Linked DNA regions of Mus musculus: all the other regions are linked to region 1. The links are chromatin contacts, called in public HiChIP or PLAC-seq and promoter capture Hi-C maps. All regions are on one chromosome and are shown on one strand. The core of a region is the stretch at or near the end of the contact, and the rest is flanking DNA. Distances in the headings are between cores, read along the strand shown. Region 1 overlaps Sh3rf1 (SH3 domain containing ring finger 1). Region 2 holds the start of Cbr4 (carbonyl reductase 4). Region 3 has its middle 30 kb from the start of 5730405A17Rik.

Region 1 (2,517 bases), core at 13-2,512:
CTCAGTAGGTAGAGTGTTAGTCTAGCACCACACAAATGGGTGTGATGTCACAACCTGTGGGTTCACAGCCCACTGTGGCTCACAGCCTGTGGGTTGAGACTGCTTCGGGGTCACTTATCAGATATCCTGCGGATCAGATGTTTATATTATAATTCATAACTAGCAAAATTATAGTTATGAAGTAGCAACAAAATGATATTATGGTTGGGGTTGTCACAACATGAGGGCTGGGATCGTCAGGGATCATCACAGCATGAGGGCTGGGATTGTCACAGCATGAGGGGCTGTGTTAGAGGTCTCAGCATTTAGGAAGGTTGAGAACCACTGCTCTAAAGTGAGTTGGGAGCAGGAGCAATAGAAATTCAAGTCATTTCTGTTACATAGATAATTGAAGGCCAGCCTGGAACAGGTGAGACCTCAATAGACATACACATACACACACACACACACACACACACACACACACACACACACACGTGCACACGCACAAAGATATTACTTGAAGGCATTTGGAAATATTTAAATAGTTAGTACTTGTTATATCTTTAGGTTAAAGAGAAATAATTTAAATTTAGGTTGAAATATTGTAGAATTTTAAGGAGAAAAAAAAAAAACCCAAAACCCCAGAATAAAAGTCATCTCAAAGATTTCCTAATCCTTCAAAGGTGACTTTAGTTTCTTTTAGTTGAGTGTCATTGCTTGCTTATCACATGAAAAAAGAGTTTGAAGGGCCTTTCTAAAGAGCCTGTCGGCTGAAGAGATGGTTCAGAGATTAAGAGCACTTGCCGTTCCGGCAGTACCTGCCCGGTGGCTCACAACTAACTGTAACTCCACTTCGAGGGCAGCTGATGCGCCTTTCTGGCCTTGTTAACACCAGGCCTGTCAGTGGTGTGCATGCGTGCAGACCCTCATACACATAGATTAAAAATTCTTTACAAGTTCTGTTGCTCAGATATGGTGAATGGGGCCTTCCAGAGCTTTATCCGAGGGACAAGATGCATGCGTGTTAGTTACAAACACAGTCACGTTTATGTAGACTTGCCCTGATGAAAGCCCTGTAGAATACTACATTTTAAAAAATAATAGACAACAGAACCTTTTTCATATTTGTGTTGTCTAGAGTAAATTTTAATCATAGTTGCAGTTTGGCTTTGATTCTGCACTTGGTATTTGCAAATGCTTTTCTGTTTATTTATCCCCTACACTTAGAGGCTAAGCTGCGCTTGGCTGTGTTCCCAGCTCTGATGAGTAAGCTCAGCACTTTCCTACGTGAGGGATCCTCAGTGGGGACTTGCTGGTCATTTCCCTCTTCTCACTTGCATATGGGGGCTAGGGAAACTTTCTGGAGACACTGATGGTAGTAAACTCGGTGACTTCCCTGCTTGGGGACTTCTGACAGTGCGCATCATGGCCTAACAGGGAGGGAGGCACCGTGGCCTCACATCACATCATGTATGTGACTGCAGACTAGCTTTTTAAACTGAAGTACATCAATCCACATTTATAGATGTTTTAAAGAGCACAGTTTGAAAAACTAAAAACTAAAAACTCATGTATTGTAGAATTATTATGTTCAAATGCTGTTTAAATTTTTAAATTACATTTATTTATGATTAAAGCTGTCTTCTAACCCCCACATCCACACATGCATGCCACAGTGTGCTTTGGGGAGTTGGTTCCTCTCTTCACCCACATGGGTACTGGGGCTTGAACTTAAGCTGTGAGGCTTGGCAACCCATACCTTTGCCCAGTGAGCAGTCAGTAGCCCGATTTACACTTTGTATGTGTGCGCACATGCCACGGAGGTCAGAGGACAACGTGTAGAGTTGGTTCTCTCCTTCAGCTCTATGGGTCCCTGGGGATTGAACTCAGGTCATGGGGATTGGCGGCAAACACCTTTCTCTGCTGTGCCATCTCTTTGGCAAACTTCACATACTGTTTTGAAGATTCAGAAAATTGTTCCTATGATCATTTAGAGGCCAGAAAAGTATTAGAGAATTGGGTTGTATCTGACAGTAATTTATTTTTAAAGTGTTTATTTTACTTTATGTATATGTTTTGTCTGTATGTTTGTGTACCACATATGTTCCTGGTTCCTATGTTGTACCTGAAATAAGAAGAGGGCACTAGGTGCCTGGAATGGGGTTTACTGATGATTGTGAGTCTCCATGGGGTACTGAGTCCAGGATCTCTGCAAGAGCAACCGGTGCTAAGGGCTGAGCCATCTCTCCAGCTCCTAGTAATCTAATTATTAATTAATGTAATCATTCTGTATATGCCTCTCCTATAAATAGAAAAGGAAGAAACATTACAAATATGAGCTTATTTTCCTATAGATGAAGTTGGAATTGAAATATAATTTATTTTTATTAGAAAACAGTGATGTCATTCAGATATCTTTGTTTAGCCAAATGGAGACCTTAAGGAAATTCTGGAAAAACTCAATCTTGAGATTAAAAACAAAAATGTAGTCATGTGTCAGCCTGTCTATAGCTGTATAAGTTGCAGCTATGGACA
Region 2 (2,517 bases), core at 10-2,509, 220 kb after region 1:
GAACACACACACACACACACACACACACACACTCACACCACTAGCTAGACTTGATGGGTTAAAAATATGTATGGCTTTGTTTTATTACAATGAAAAACTTCATAAAACATTGGAACATGGGATTTGTAGCAACATAAATCTGGTCATTCATGTTTTGCTTAATAAACTATATAGTATTCTCTTTAAGGTAAAAAAAAAAGAAAAAGAAAAACTTTAAAATTAATGTGCAACTTTTCTGGTAGGTCCCCACCCCTCCCCAATTTAGAAATCAATACTCAGACCCGGCTTTGCCAGCTTGCTGTGCCTTCAGTCCTCACTGGCCTTTTGATTTCTGGTGTTAATACAACTTTGTACTTTAATAAACAATTTAGCCCATTAGAGTTTTATGTGAGTTAGTCCTGTTGCTCCAGAATTCTCCCTACCTCCAATAGGGACTATGGTCTACTTTTTTATTTAGTACACTAATATTCTGTCAAGAAATGTTCTCTTTACACTAGAATGCTAACAAATCATGCCATTTATTTATTTATTTATTTATTTATTTATTTATTTATTTATTATCTGTTTATTTGGGAGGCATGGTTGAGACAGAGTTCTCTGTGCAGCCCTGGCTGTCCTGGAACTCTAGACCAATCTGGTCTTCAACTCAAGAGATTTACCTGCCTCTGCCTCCTTAGTGTGGGATTAAAAGCATGCACCACCATGCCCAGCTAACTTTTTCTTAAAAAAAAAAAAAAAAGCACTCAGGATATCTTATTTAGGAGTATAGGAACCCAATATTGCCAATAATGACCTAAGCTTGCTCTTTAATCTTTACTCTATTCTGATCAGTCGAAGAGCGTGGAGGCCCATACCTGTAGATGCCAGCAGCTCTGTGGAGGCTGAGGGAGGAGAATCATAGAGAATCTGAGGCCAGCCTGGGTAACATAGCAGGTCTTTTCCTCAAAAAGAGGAGTACAAGCATTTATTGAATCCCTCTACACAGTGTTCTTTCTTTGTTGCTGTCTTTGAGACAAGATCTCACTCTCTAGACCAGGCTGGCCTTGAACAGTGATGAGTGAACAGGCCTGAGCCACCACACACGGCTTGTGCTCTTTGACAGGACATTTACCCTCATAGAACTAACCAGGCTTGGGAATAGGCATCCAGCAGCAGTTACTAAAATGCTCACAAGTGCAAGAGAGTAAGGACTACAAGTCCCAGAATGCAATGCAACCCTCGAAGAGTCCGTGTGCACTGACGTCTAATCCTCGCGCCTTGTTTTGTGGCCTGGGTTGTCTGTTGAAAGGAGAGCATACTGGTTTTGTCAGTAGCTGTGTCTTTTATTACAAGTTCTGAGTCTCAGGGATCCATCTTGCTGGTCCGCGGTCCAAGATGGACAAAGTCTGTGCGGTTTTTGGAGGCTCCCGGGGGATCGGCAGGGCGGTAGCCCAGCTAATGGCCCAGAAGGGTTACCGTCTGGCGATCGTCTCCAGAAACCTGGAAGTGGCCAAAGTCACCGCCGGCGAGCTCGGCGGTATGTACCGGAAGTGTCCTCGCCGTGCGACCAAGGTGCAAGTCCTTGAGTTCCAGTCCACGGGCCCTGCCCATGTACCCGGGTTTGCGCCCCAGATCGCTCGTGCCCCATGACCAAACACTCACAGGGGCTCTCGCCTACTCCAGGCAGATTCTAAGGACCCCTGACAAGTAGTTGCCTTCCCCGCGGCCAGTGCTGATATTGAGAGCTGCCTTGCTCTGGCCTCTGGGAGGAGAGAATGGACGCGATTATACTGAAAGTAGAGAAGTCAGATACAAATGGCTAGATTGCATTTTGCTGAGAGCTCTTGCCCTTTGCGAAGGCACCCGACAGTATTTCAAAGAGAAACTCTTGATAAGTCAGGGTTGCTTCTCCAAGCCCATCAATGACTTTAGTAAGTTACTAATTTGTTTTCCCAGGCCCTTTGATTGTATTCCTATTCCAGCCCCCCCCCCCCCAACCCCAGGTTATTAACGGATTAGTCATTGCATTGCAAGTTTAAGTCTCGTTTGGAGAAGACAACTTGAAGAATGGAGAAAAATACATGTCACTATCAGGAAAGCATTGGGTATCTTGTAGGTCTAAGAGTGTCTGGTGCCGACTATATTTCTTTACTTATGTGGAAATAGCCTTGATATGTAACTCACACTGGCTTTGAACTTGTGGATCTCGTGTCTCAGCTTCCCAGTTGCTGAGATCTCCTTACTGTGATGGGACGGTGATGTCTTTAGTACAGAGTACACTCTGAACCTGCGGTGTGGTATCCAGCTTTCTCGGACATAGGGTCTCACTACGCAGCCTAGGTTTCCCTTGGATCAGGAGCTGGTCTCTGCCTCCTCCGTGCTGGGAACACAGGGGAACACATCTGTTCACCTTGGGTGTGAACACGAGCCTCAACACCTAGCCAGTCAGCATTGCTTCCAGTTTGCTAGATACTCCACCTTGCCCTGTGGTACTAGTTACCTGTTCTTCGGCTCTCCATCATATAGTTGGTTCATCTT
Region 3 (2,517 bases), core at 6-2,505, 130 kb after region 1:
TAGGCTACCATATCAAATCATTAAAGATCAGGAAGTTTGGGTTGTGTTATAGCTTTGCCAGAAGTTCCCTCTGTAATTGCCTGTGTAAGCCAATTGTGACGCAGTCCTCTCTTCCTATGTATCCCACTAGTGAATGTGAGGGTCAGAGGAAAACGTGTTTTCTTTCTTTCTTTCATACTTAATTTGTTTATCTATTGACAACTGTACTATATATATAGTATATGTGCCAAAGCACACACGTGGAAGTCAAATTTGTGGAATCAGTTTTCTCCTACCTTCACCTGGCAGGCCTGGATTGTAAATACCTTCACTTGCTGAGCCATCTAGACCTTTATCATCACCATCACCATCACCATCATCATCACTACACATGGTGCAGGAGCATGCACATCGATCAGGAATTGTTCTCCCACTGTGTCTCCTGGGTGTCTAACTTGGATCATCCTGTTTACCCAGCAAGTATTCCCACTGAACCATCTCGCTGGCTCATATGAAGTTATTTGTAATGTGTTTTAAAACCCCAGTTAAACTGGCCTTATCTAGTAGGATCCAACTGACAATACTTCAAGAAAGGGAACCTGTCTGCCTCTGAAAAGAAACTGGAGTGTACTTACGGACAAGATGAGCCAGTGTCCAAGTTTGGCAGAAGGGAGTGACCTTGCTGTGAATCCAGACTGTGGGGAGTGCTGGGGACTTTGCTCTGCCTATCCCACAGGCCCTTATCAGCAGACACAGGAAGGAGCTATTTGACTGAGAAGTGACCAGCCAAAGTAAACAGTAACAGTTTTAATATACACAGTGTTTCCTATTACAGTTAACCCTTGAACGATAAAGTTCTGAACTGGGCAGGTCCCTGTAGATACAAGATTTAGAGATTTGTAACAGTTTGGGGGGGGGGGGGAGAACATACATGACAGACCATAAAACCTAGCACTGTCAAGCAAAAACAAAAAACATAACATGTATGGTGATAACATTTACTATCATAAAATAAACACAGATCTGTTATTTTAAAAGTTAAAATTTTATCAAAACTTACATAAACACAGACTGTCCAAGGTGCTATTTGCAACGGAAATGAAGAAACGAAAACAGAAAAAAAAAATAGGAGAAATGTTTATAGATATAAGATGCAGCATAAACCATAACTGCATAAAAGTGCCCACAGAAGATGCTGCAGCAACCCAGTGGCCACCAGTGTTGCAGTGTGCCCAGGAGTTGAAACGCCTGCTTAGTCACCGTGTGAGCACGTGATCAACACGTGAGCCTTCCTCTTGCCAGAAAGTCCTGAGCAGTACTTGCAGTGAAGGCCCACAGTGTTTGTACATATCACAGTAAAGCATGCAACATATGTGCTAATCGACTGTTGATGTCTGCAGCGAGGCTCCCAGCCAACTGTCAGCTATTGCTCTTTGGAAAGTTCTATGTAGGATTTTGAGTCCATGAGGAAGTTGGCACCCTTGACACGTACATTGTCCATTGTCAGAAGATCCTGATTTAGCTGTCTAGATTCCCATTTCAGAACACCATACAGATCTTGCACAGGGTGGATTCTTGTCTCACACAAGGATCAGAGGTTCCGGTACTGTAAAAGGGAACAGCAGCTGACATTAATCTTTGAGTCCCCATTCCGTATATTTGTACAGGATCAGACTAAGTAGCACTAAGCAATAATTTAGTCTCCAAAGATAAGGGAGTTATCCCAGCTGCGATCAGTGAGCCATATACCACTGCTATTGAGATTTAAAAAGAAAGGAAAAAAAAGGTTCTAAGAGGTGGCCAACCTTGGAGTTGAAGCTTGCAAGGTCAAAATGCTTGTAAAGGTATTTGAGAGAGGGAGAGACAAAGACAGAGACAGACAGACAGACTCTAAAGTGAGAAAGCCTTTCTAAATATGATTCAAACCCAAAAGTTGTAGAAGAAAAAAAAAGTAATTCGACTACAGAATATTTGATAATCTATATGCTAAAACACCATAACCAACATCAAAAGAATAATGGGGAAAATGTAATTCAGTGATTTTTTTTTTTAACCTGTGGGTCATGACCCCTTTGGGAGTTGAATGACCCTACCACAGGGGTGGCCTAAGACCACTGGGAAACAAGAATATTTACAATTCATAAAGGTAGCAAAAATTACAGTCATGAAGTAGCAACAAAAGTAATTTATGGTTGGGAGGGAGGGGTCGGCACAACATGAGGAACTGTATTAAAGGGTCGCAGCATTAGGAAGGTTAGAACCACTGCTGCAGTTCCTGTAGCAGACAACAAGATAAAGGCCTGCACACGTAAAGAGCTTCTGTGCCTAAGAAAAGAACAAAAAGAAAGCAAAGGCAAATGACTTGGGACAGAACCTGTCTTTCTCTTATCCTTTCTCCTCTGCTATTAAGTAGAATCTGGGTTACTCTCAACGCTCATGTTGCAGTTCCCCTTCAAGTTAGAAACAACTGACTTCCTAGCTAGGTTTGGTTGTCATCATGGTAGGCATGGTATGGCTGTGTAGCCCAGGCTGGCCTCA

What was found. Promoter capture Hi-C pulls out the DNA fragments that hold promoters and counts their contacts. HiChIP or PLAC-seq counts read pairs in DNA pulled down with a chosen protein or histone mark.
Region 2: a contact with region 1 is called in a promoter capture Hi-C map of hippocampal neurons, with 3 times the contacts expected there. The contact joins the promoter of Cbr4 here to the enhancer-like site in region 1. A contact is called at or near these places in 7 of 39 promoter capture datasets (the 3T3-L1 cell line, the HPC-7 cell line, cranial neural crest and 3 more), 2 of 484 Hi-C or Micro-C datasets (the HL-1 cell line and Th1 cells), 10 of 115 datasets of contacts at active chromatin or transcription factors (cardiomyocytes, differentiating embryonic stem cells, double positive thymocytes and 6 more) and 2 of 9 other capture datasets (adipose tissue and embryonic stem cells).
Region 3: a FOXA1 HiChIP or PLAC-seq map of pancreatic cancer cells shows a contact between it and region 1. The contact joins two enhancer-like sites. A contact is called at or near these places in 5 of 484 Hi-C or Micro-C datasets (cerebellar granule neurons, liver, trophoblast stem cells and 1 more) and 2 of 115 datasets of contacts at active chromatin or transcription factors (pancreatic cancer cells and stem cell-derived neural progenitor cells).

The regions. Positions count from the first base shown.
Region 1 is chr8:61,264,334-61,266,850 of GRCm38.p6, forward strand. All of the region lies in intron 2 of Sh3rf1 (SH3 domain containing ring finger 1), which reads left to right. Among named protein-coding and RNA genes, the nearest start is that of 1700001D01Rik, 23 kb to the right of the region's middle. Within about 2 kb of position 1,263, at least 58 of the 459 cell types and tissues checked have an H3K27ac peak or open chromatin away from gene starts, as enhancers often do. A contact at or near this core is called in the HL-1 cell line and pancreatic cancer cells, where this site is marked.
Region 2 is chr8:61,486,475-61,488,991 of GRCm38.p6, forward strand. Cbr4 (carbonyl reductase 4) reads left to right here and starts at 1,260. Exons shown (of 5, transcript NM_145595.2): 1 at 1,260-1,516. The coding sequence starts at 1,375.
Region 3 is chr8:61,396,641-61,399,157 of GRCm38.p6, forward strand. It overlaps a transcript of Sh3rf1 not described here. Among named protein-coding and RNA genes, the nearest start is that of 5730405A17Rik, 30 kb to the right of the region's middle. Within about 2 kb of position 1,256, at least 41 of the 459 cell types and tissues checked have an H3K27ac peak or open chromatin away from gene starts, as enhancers often do. A contact at or near this core is called in pancreatic cancer cells, where this site is marked.